2 separate regions of the Rattus norvegicus genome follow, and region 1 is linked to region 2. Evidence: chromatin contacts called from public Hi-C data. All regions are on one chromosome and are shown on one strand. The core of a region is the stretch at or near the end of the contact, and the rest is flanking DNA. Distances in the headings are between cores, read along the strand shown.

Region 1 (5,103 bases), core at 1,918-4,417, 210 kb before region 2:
GAGGGTGGAAATCCTATTTGAAAGAACCTGAAAACTTAGAGGAGTGCTTCTCAAATGTAAGGGCCTACCAGAGTTCCCTGGGAAACTTCTTAAGAGTGGCTGTTGACCCAGCCTCAGGTTGTAAGGCTGCCGCTGGGCCTGGCCGTGCTAAGCCAGCCTCTCCTGGAACTCATGTTGCTGCTCCCTGGATCACACTTTGAGATCCTCCACTGCTCTAAGCATCATGAGAAAAATAGAAGTAGATGTTGAATGAATAGAAGTTAGGAATTAAATGCCATTGTTAACATGTCCTTTTATGTCTATAAAACTGTGTTATTTTCACTGACCTCTTGCCATAAATAAGCTTTATAAATTTCTGGAATGTTGGAAACAAAGTAAGACAATATGGCTCTCTATATATAAAGGTTTCAGGGGCAACATCTTAATATCCAAATGTTAAACTGAGCCTAGAATTTTTTTTTTTTTTGGTTCTTTTTTTCGGAGCTGGGGACCGAACCCAGGGCCTTGCGCTTCCTAGGTAAGCGCTCTACCACTAAGCTAAATCCCCAGCCCCAAGCCTAGAATTTAACTGGAAGTAATTTAGTCAGAAACCTGAGAGTTAAACCACATTAATTTAGTTTGCACCTCTAGATTTAACTTTTCATGGAAGAGTTTTTCAGGCTTTGTAAATGGTCTTGTATGTTTCCCAAGAGCCTGTACATGTCCCTTTTCTATTCTCTTCAGGGAGCTATGAAATCGGATGATGACCCTCCTGCTATTCCACCAAGACAACCCCCTCCTCCAAAGGTAAAGCCAAGAGCTCCTGTCCTCACGGGTACATTTGAAGGGCCTGTGCCCAGTCCACCTCCACCTCCTCCCAGAGACCCTCTTCCTGATACTCCTCCACCAGTTCCTCTTCGGCCTCCGGAACACTTTATAAACTGTCCGTTTAATCTCCAGCCGCCTCCGCTGGGACATCCTCACAGAGACCCAGACTGGCTCAGAGACGTTAGCACATGCCCTAATTCACCAAGCACTCCTCCCCCTACGCCCTCGCCACGGATTCCACGCAGATGCCATTTGCCCAGCCCCAGTCACAACAATCTTGCTCACCCTCCAGCTCCTCCCGTTCCACCAAGGCAGAATTCAAGCCCTCACCTACCAAAACTGCCACCAAAGACTTACAAGCGGGAGCTTTCACACCCGCCATTGTACAGACTACCTTTGTTTGAAAATGCAGAAACTCCTCAGTGACCTTGGCCACGTGTAGTCATTGACACTGGATTAGTATTTGTAAAGGTTTTTAATTTATTCAAAAAAGACATAGTATTTTAGTACTTTTTACAGAAATGCTACTGATCAAATAAGCTTTTAAGAACTAGTAAAATTGTCAGATGGCAGTGGTGCACACCTCCAATTCCAGCACTCGGAAGGCAGAGGCAGGTGGGTTTCAGGGTTTGAGAGCAACCTGGTCTATAGAGCAAGTTCCAGGACAGCCAGGGCTACACAGAAAAACCTTGTCTCAAAAAGTCAAAACCAAAACAAAAAGAAAAGAATCTGAAATACTAAAATGCAAAAGCCCCTCCTCACCGTGGCCCTCAGGGGATCAGTAGCACTGCCTGATCAGCTCCTCCGTGCTGCCCAAGGCCAGTATAACGAATCTGTATTGCACTGTACTCTGCTAGAACATGGCTGAGAACGTTTCTGACTGCACTGACAGGGGCTAGCCTCGAGGGAGCTCTCAGGCCTGAGTGATAGATGCCTTTTTAAGACAATGAATTTACGCAGATCCAGAGGATGTGTGGTGGTATTACTGGTTTTTAACCCTCTGACCACCTTCTAGCTTTTAACTTCGTTTGGTTTTTACATCTAGGAGAATTATGAATAATACCCACTGTTCTTAAACTCTTTGAGGCCATGTCTTAAATGTCAGTATTTGCTGCTGAAGACAAAACGGAAAATAGAATGAAATAATAGAATGCACTGTGTTTATTATTTTGGTAAGATTATAAACAACTCTGTATAACCTGATTACAGAAGGGCATGTATCTCATTAAGATGTGCCTTTTGTTTTGCAGTGTGTGGTGTCTTTAGCTAATGATTTGCCTATTGTTTGGGAAAACAAAATTAATATGCCATATATGTACAGTTTATTTATATTGTATATATTTAAAGAAAATGCTAATAACCTATATAAATGTAAGTGACTTGAGGCCTATAATACAATCTGCTATTTTACTAATTTGTAAGTCCAGAACAAAAGTTTCTTATGGCATAAGAACCAACTGCCATCTGCCTTGTCTTCACACCTATTAACTGTCTTTAATCTCGTGTTAACTGAAATTTTTAAAGTTTTTCCAGATTAGTAATATTTAAACAGAAAATACTTTAAAAGCTTTATTAAATTTTTTTTTTAATCAGACAGGATAAAGCTTTTCCCATTTGGATACTCTCGTTCAAAGTGATCAACGTATGTTGTGCTGATAGTGCAGTAGCCCCCATTGTAAAGTAGCCAAAAGCCATGTTGTTTATCTACTGGTCTGTGGCCTTCTACTGTGCTTTGCATCAGAGTTCTTAACAAGGTTAATAAATCACCTCAGTCTTAATTTGTAAAAGACTTGCAATGTCGTTTTTATCACAAAGAACTAGAAGAAGCTGGGTGTAGTGGGGAACACCTGTAATCGCAGCACTTGGGAGATTAAAGACTGAAGCACTGAAGTTCAAAGCGAGACTCAACTACTTGGAGAGTTTGAACCTACTTGGGATACAGAAGACCATCCTGAAAACAAAAAACAACAAAGCTGAAAGAAATGTAGAAAAATGAATATCTTATCGTGTGTGTGTGTGTGTGTGTGTGTGTGTGTGTGTGTGTGTTGCATACCAGAAGACCATCCTGAAAACAAAAAACAACAAAGCTGAAAGAAATGTAGAAAAATGAATATCTTATCGTGTGTGTGTGTGTGTGTGTGTGTGTGTGTGTTGCATACCAGAAGACCATCCTGAAAACAAAAAACAACAAAGCTGAAAGAAATGTAGAAAAATGAATATCTTATCGTGTGTGTGTGTGTGTGTGTGTGTGTGTGTGTGTGTGTGTGTGTGTGTTGCATACCAGAGATCCAATTGGAAAGTCAAGCCAACATGCAGGTCTCTCCTACTATCTGAGTCCTGGAACTCAGGTACTTGGTCTTACTGGTCATCTTTTGGCTCTGTGGGATTTAAATGTTAGAGGATTAACCTTTCTTTTCAGTTAAAAGCAAGTAGCACGTTCCAAGCCACCACTTTTATGCACTCATATAACAAAGAAGCACAGTACAAAAACTTCTTGAATGTAACCATTTTTGGTAGGACCTGGGTAGCTGCCTAGATTTATAGTCAACAGCTGTGAGTGAGCTATGGAAAAAGCACTGTCGTTTGCTTAAAGAGCGCTTAAAGAGCTGATCAAAGTAGCAGGCAGCTGGGCCACTCCCAGGTAGATTCTGCGGGTTTCTACCGCCTTCCGGGCTTTGAGAGTCACGCATGCGCTTTGAACAACCGCTTTGCCGCTGGGAAGTACGGGTCCTGCGTGAGCGTGACGTCAGCACGTACCGCAGCCTGTGGCGGGCAGGAGCTGGAATATCGTCCGCCGAGGAGCGGGAATACCGTCCGTCGTGGAGCCGGAGGTGGAGGATCCGCTCTGGAGCTTTGTGCGGGTTCTGGAGAAGCGAGATGGGACCGCGCTTCGACTGCAGCAGTACGGCTCCGGAGGCGTGGGTTGCGTTGTGTGGGACGCCGCCATCGTCCTTGCCAAATACCTGGAGACGCCGGGGTTTTCTGGCGATGGGGCCCACGCTCTGAGTCGGCGCTCGGTGCTGGAACTGGGTTCCGGCACGGGGGCCGTGGGGCTCATGGCTGCGACCCTCGGGTAAGAGCTGGCGGGAAGGCATCAGTTCACCGGCGGGAAGGCGTCAGGTCACCGGCGTGCAGCCGTGCGCCTGTACCTCAATCGAGGTTGTTTTTTAGGGCAGATGTTATAGTCACTGATCTTGAGGAGCTACAAGACTTGCTGAAAATGAATATTAATATGAACAAGCATCTTGTGACTGGTTCTGTTCAAGCCAAGGTACTGAAATGGTTTGTATGGCCTTTCAGCTTGTTTTAAGATAACCGCTTACTTGTGCTTTAAATGGCATTTTGCACAACGCATGCTTAATATGATGGAAAGTTTCTGCTTTTCGTTTCTAAAATGAACACTTTAAGTCGTCAGAGCATCAGTTAAAGACATATGTTTGACATTTTTAAGGGGTGATGACATAGAAGACTTGATGTCACCAGACTACATATTAATGGCGGACTGCATATACTATGAGGAGGTGAGTATGAAGCCAGCTAGTAGTTGAACTGTGTTGTCCTGAAGCCCACAGCTCTCCGTAGTTTCACACCTCCAGGTGTGGGATATTTTTCTGTAGGTGATGAGGCAAGTAAGAGAAGACAAATTATCAAGGGCAACACAATCTTACAATTCAGGATAAGCATACAGGCCTGTGAGTGGTGGTTTGGAGGCTTTTTGTAAAACTTTAAAAGGATTTTCCGGTTTGGATAAATTCTGGAAAACTAAGATACCTTCTGTTTGTTCATTTGTTTTTTCTTTCCTTTTTTTTCTTACCTTTCCCATTGACTGCTAACCATGACATTGAAAATTAGTTAAGATGCAAATTGGCTCACTCCTAGAGTCCCAGCACTTCTGATTGTCATAAATGCTAGGCCAGCATGGATCACAGATGAGACTCCAAAATTAATTAGTTAATTCTCTGTCAAGATTTTAATAGACTTGTGGAATGGTTTTCTTTACATATTAGTTTACTCAGTGTTGGGCAGTACTTAGTTTTAAATTAATGCCTTGAGCCATCTGACCTTCAAATTTGGGTCAGCAGTTAAGAGCACACACTTCTTCCAGAGGATCCAAGTTCAATTCCAAGCCAACCTTTAGGGTCGGGCTGACTTGTAGAATAAATTGTTGATTTATAAATTTTATTTATAAACTGTTCATAATTATTCACAATTATGAATAAATTGTGTTTAAATACCACATTAACTTAGATGAAATGTAATTAGACTTCTAAGACTTGAGCCTAGCTAGGTGTGATC
Region 2 (4,559 bases), core at 1,596-4,095:
AAAGACAAGAGTTAGGGTTATGGAAAGAGATATGGCCTGGAAGCACATGTTGAAGCCATTTAGGATCACCAGTCAAAGAATATGGCAACTTTGGAAGCTATAAGAGACAATGCAAGGGATTTTCCTGAGACCCCTGCCCCACCCTGCCCTGTCCCTGCCCCATTCCCACGCATGCCCCCACATAGATGCAGTTCTGCAGACCCCTTTGGGACTTCTGACCTTCAGAACACTAAGAAAATAAATTTGTAGAGAAAGCCCTGGGGGACTATTTATTGTTGACATCAATAAAGCCGTGGCAAGGACTCCAAGGACCCCATTAGGATCCATGAAAGAATGGCAAAAACCTTCCACCCAGGGTGAGGTTCAGAGGCATGGCAAAGGCTTCCTCTGGTTCAAGCGTGGATGTTGACAGTGTGGCAATAAAAAATATCCACTGTATATTTCTCCCCCTGGATGTTACAGCCTGAAGATTGCTCCCCTACAGAGACTGCTCCTACTGAAAAGAGCTAAACTTGACTCCTGATCCAACTGTATACCATAAATCTGTCTCCTTATCCAGATATATACCATAAACCTGTCTCCTTATCCAGATGTATACCATAAACCTACCTGCTTATTCAACTATATGCAGCGACCCCACCTTTCTGTTCCACTCTAAATACTAAATACGCTGAGCTTTATAGCAGTTGGGTTAGGGGCTGTAGTTTCTTCAGTCTCATGACCTCTTCGAGGGTTGGAACTACTCTTTCACAGGAGTCACTTAAGATCATAAGAAAATACAAATATGTCTCATTCATAAGGGTAGCAAAATTACAGCTATGAAATAGCAACAAATATCATTTTATTGTTGGGTGTCACTACAGCATGAGGAACTGTATTAAAGGGTTGCAGCATTAGGAAGGGTGAGAACCCCTGGCTCAGACCCATCTGACCTTTGATCTGTCTTTTCTTCATGCTCTTACTGCCCTAGTCCGGTTTATCCCTGGATGCTGTACACAGACATTGTGTTGTATTGTTTTCATCTCTACACTTGTAGCAGGTAATAGAACAGTGATAGGAGCCATTACAGAAAGCTGCACAGGTGCCCAAGCTCCACACTTGAGTCAGAGGAAGACTGTTATAAGAGCTGTGTATGTTTTGGTTGTACTTGTATTTAGCCTTCTACTTGTATTTAGGATAGAACAAAAATTGATGCTTACTACAAAATGCTGTGAGTTGGGTCCCTTTTGAGTGCTGGAAACTTGGTGCCCAGTGCAGTGGTAAGAGCCTTTAAAATCAGAAATGATATTGTTCTTGGGGGAAACCAGTTTCACTCATGAAGAAACTATTATAAGAGGAAGCCTGGCGTCTGTGTCCCTGCTGCTTCTGTCTCGCCTTGTAACTGTCCCTTCCCTTTCCCACTCTGCTTCCCATCACGATGCTGGAATGTAGCCCGACCGAGGCCCTTGTTAGGTTGAAATAATTGTGGCTATTCAACTTCAGAATTCCAGCTTGTAAAACTGTGAACTATATACATCATTTAACCTTTGGTGTTTTGTTACAGCAATAGAAAATAGATTAAGACATTTGCCAATGTTAAAGGTTCATGATCTGGGCATGATAGTATGTACCTATAATTCTAACACCAACGAGGCTGGGATGAGAGGGAGTCTGAGGACAGCCTGCGTTAAAGGTTGAGTTTAACTAGCCTTGACTATGTAGTATGCCCTGTCTCAAAAAACAAAACAAAACAAAACAAAAAACCCAGAATAATAATTACAAAATTCCTTATGTATTTAAATATACTAATTTGACACTTTTTCTGCTTGCTTTTGCTTTTTTGGTCACCCATTCTAAGAACTTACATATGAATGCTTATGACTTTAAACTTTTAAATAAATGTTTCACTCATTTAAAAATTGCTCAAGTTGCTAAGTGTGTAGGTAATTTCAACACTCGAAAAGTAGAGGCAGGAGAATTCAGAGTTCTAAGGCATCTTGGGCTATATAGCAAGACCCTATCTCAAAAATGACCATTACGACCACACACACACACACACACACACACACACACACACACACACACCATCCACTGTCCAAAACTATTAAAATTGTTTATCACTAATAATAGAACTTTTAAAAAGAAAAATTTAGATGAATTAATAACCTGAACAATTTATGAATTGGTAGCATGCACAACTAGAAGAAAGAGAGGTTCAGAGAACGCCGGGATATGTGGGAGGAATAATTTTTCTCCTCCCATGGGAACTCTCACTATATTTTTATCTGACATCTTTACTTAGCGAACTTCTTTACTATTTGAGGTGCCAAGAATTTATGACACACGAGCTGTATAGCACCCACCATGTTCAACTTGAGTGAGAATTCTACAGTATGCCGGACAGTAGTGCCCATCAAAATAGGAACCCATCTCTACGGCTTGTCAGAGTGAGGAAAAACAAACCTTTGGGTTTTGTCTGATCTCAAATCCGGGTTTAGAAAGCGCCCTTGCACTTTCATCCCGAGCGCTAGCGCCCTCCTGGGGAAATTCTCCTATTCGCTTCAAAATGGTTAATGACCTATAGGGTCACTGTGGAGACCGGCTTTAATTCCCAAACACAAGAGGACAAGGGGACGGGATTAACCTGGTCAGTGTTCAAGGGAAAGACGCAGTTTCAAAAAAGTAGATAGTTCTATGTCGAGTTGTTTTAACACAGTGAAAAACGAATTGATTATGATTTTACAAAAAAAAAAAAAAATCGGTTAAATGACGCACTTTTGCTTTAAGAAATAATGGGTCTCCTGGGCTGCCGTAGATTTAAGTCAAGTGCGCGTGCGCAGAAGCCTAGCAGTTCTGCGTCGGGGCAGCCTAGGAGAGGACTGCGGTAGCGACGCGCACCCTAGCCATGAAGACCCGCTTCAGCACTGTTGACCTCCGCGCGGTGCTCGCGGAACTGAATGCGAAGTATGGTGGTGGGGGTGAACAGGCTCGTGCTAGGAGAGCAGGGAGTGGAGGCCCGGCACCCGGTGGTCGCGAGACGGACCGGAGAGCCTCACGGTCTTCCCAGTGCCCCGGGGATTCGCTAGGCCTGGGGGCCGAGCTCCGAGCCAGTGCCCTCGGGAGACCTCCGGAGACGCGTGTCCGTACGCTGTCTCTCCTTAGCTCTGGTTCCGAGAGATCTCACAGCGAACGCTTGGTAGAACGGGAGTGATGGTCATTGCTCCGGACTGGTGGGAATTCTTCAGAATTCCCATCCTTCTTCCTAAGGAGAGGTAGCAGGGCCTTTCAGCTGAAATAGGCAGATTTGGACCTGTGTTTTGGACTTGAATCCTATTCAGCTGTGTGAACCTTGTGTCGTTTTCGGGGACTAGGTTACTCCCACCGCTCCTAATAAATCAGATTAAATTTTACTGTATTTACCCCCAAAATACTGGGCCGTTTCAGATGAAGGCAGTTGTCTAGTGTTCCTGAGACCATAGGTCACTATTGTGGCTTAAAGTCTACAGTTAATTTGAGGATAACCTTCATAGGCGATGGTGATATCCTGGCTGAAGAGTTCCTCTCCTGCAACCCCAATAAATGACGGAAAGTTTTGCTTCAACCAAGAGTATGATTTATTATATGTTTCGTTTTTGCAGCTTGCTAGGAATGAGAGTAAACAACGTTTATGATGTGGATAACAAGACGTATCTTATTCGGCTTCAAAAGTAAGAATATTTTATAGGACTACTTTTGGTAAATAAATATGACATTCTTGTTTTTTTTTTAATAACCAGCATTTTGGGTTTTTTTTTTTTAATTTAGAGAATAAATTTTGGCAAATTCCCTAAAGAAAAATTTGACTTTCTCTTGAACAGACCTGATTTTAAAGCTACACTGTTACTTGAATCTGGTATACGAATTCACACAACAGAATTTGAGTGGCCTAAGAACATGATGCCGTCTAGTTTTGCTATGAAGGTAAATTTTAAGTTTGGAGGTAATTTTTAAAACTCCATTTATTTACTTATCGTGTGTGTGTGTGTGTCCGTGTGCGTGCATGCGTGCGTGAGCATAGGTGGAAACAACATACAGGCAAAACTTGGGGCTCTCAAGTGAATGTCAAAAGACAACCTATGGGGAGTCAGTTCTGATGTGAGATGAGGGGTCAGGGGTAAGATCCAACTTTATTCCTCAGACTTGATCTATGTACCCTATCTGCTGGCCTGGAACTTGCCCTTTTGTTGTTATTTGAAACAGTTTGCGTGTATAGCCTTGTCTGTACCAGAACTCTCTCTGTAGACCATGTTGGCCTCAAACTCAGAGATGGGCCTACCTTTGCCTTCTTAGTGTCAGAGCTAAAGGAGTGTGGCTTGGGACTTGATATAGAGCATAGAGCAGACGGGCCTCAAATTTAGGATGACCTTCCTTCTTGTGCTAGGATTGGCAGTACTTTGCCATCATGTGTCTGTCACTCTTCTGAAAGAATGTTGATCTGGGTCTGCTAGTTCATACCTGTAACACACCAACATTCAGGGAACAGAGGTAGGAAGGTTAGCCTGGGCTACTGAGTGACATTTTGCCTTAAAAAATAGTAAACA

What was found. Hi-C and Micro-C count contacts between places; a contact is called where the count stands out from the background.
Region 1: a Hi-C map of liver shows a contact between it and region 2, with 5 times the contacts expected there. The contact joins the promoter of Vcpkmt here to the promoter of Nemf in region 2. A contact is called at or near these places in 12 of 12 Hi-C or Micro-C datasets (the A7r5 cell line, the Rat2 cell line, Schwann cells and 7 more) and 1 of 1 datasets of contacts at active chromatin or transcription factors (oligodendrocytes).

Annotation. Positions count from the first base shown.
Region 1 is chr6:93,776,464-93,781,566 of GRCr8, reverse strand. It overlaps Vcpkmt (valosin containing protein lysine methyltransferase), which reads left to right and starts at 3,167. Exons shown (of 5, transcript XM_063262661.1): 1 at 3,167-3,880; 2 at 3,984-4,089; 3 at 4,259-4,328. The coding sequence starts at 4,028. It overlaps Sos2 (SOS Ras/Rho guanine nucleotide exchange factor 2), which reads left to right. Exons shown (of 23, transcript NM_001135561.1): 23 at 724-2,596. The coding sequence ends at 1,233.
Region 2 is chr6:93,570,149-93,574,707 of GRCr8, reverse strand. It overlaps Nemf (nuclear export mediator factor), which reads left to right and starts at 2,845. Exons shown (of 33, transcript NM_001170586.2): 1 at 2,845-2,943; 2 at 3,618-3,686; 3 at 3,837-3,939. The coding sequence starts at 2,885.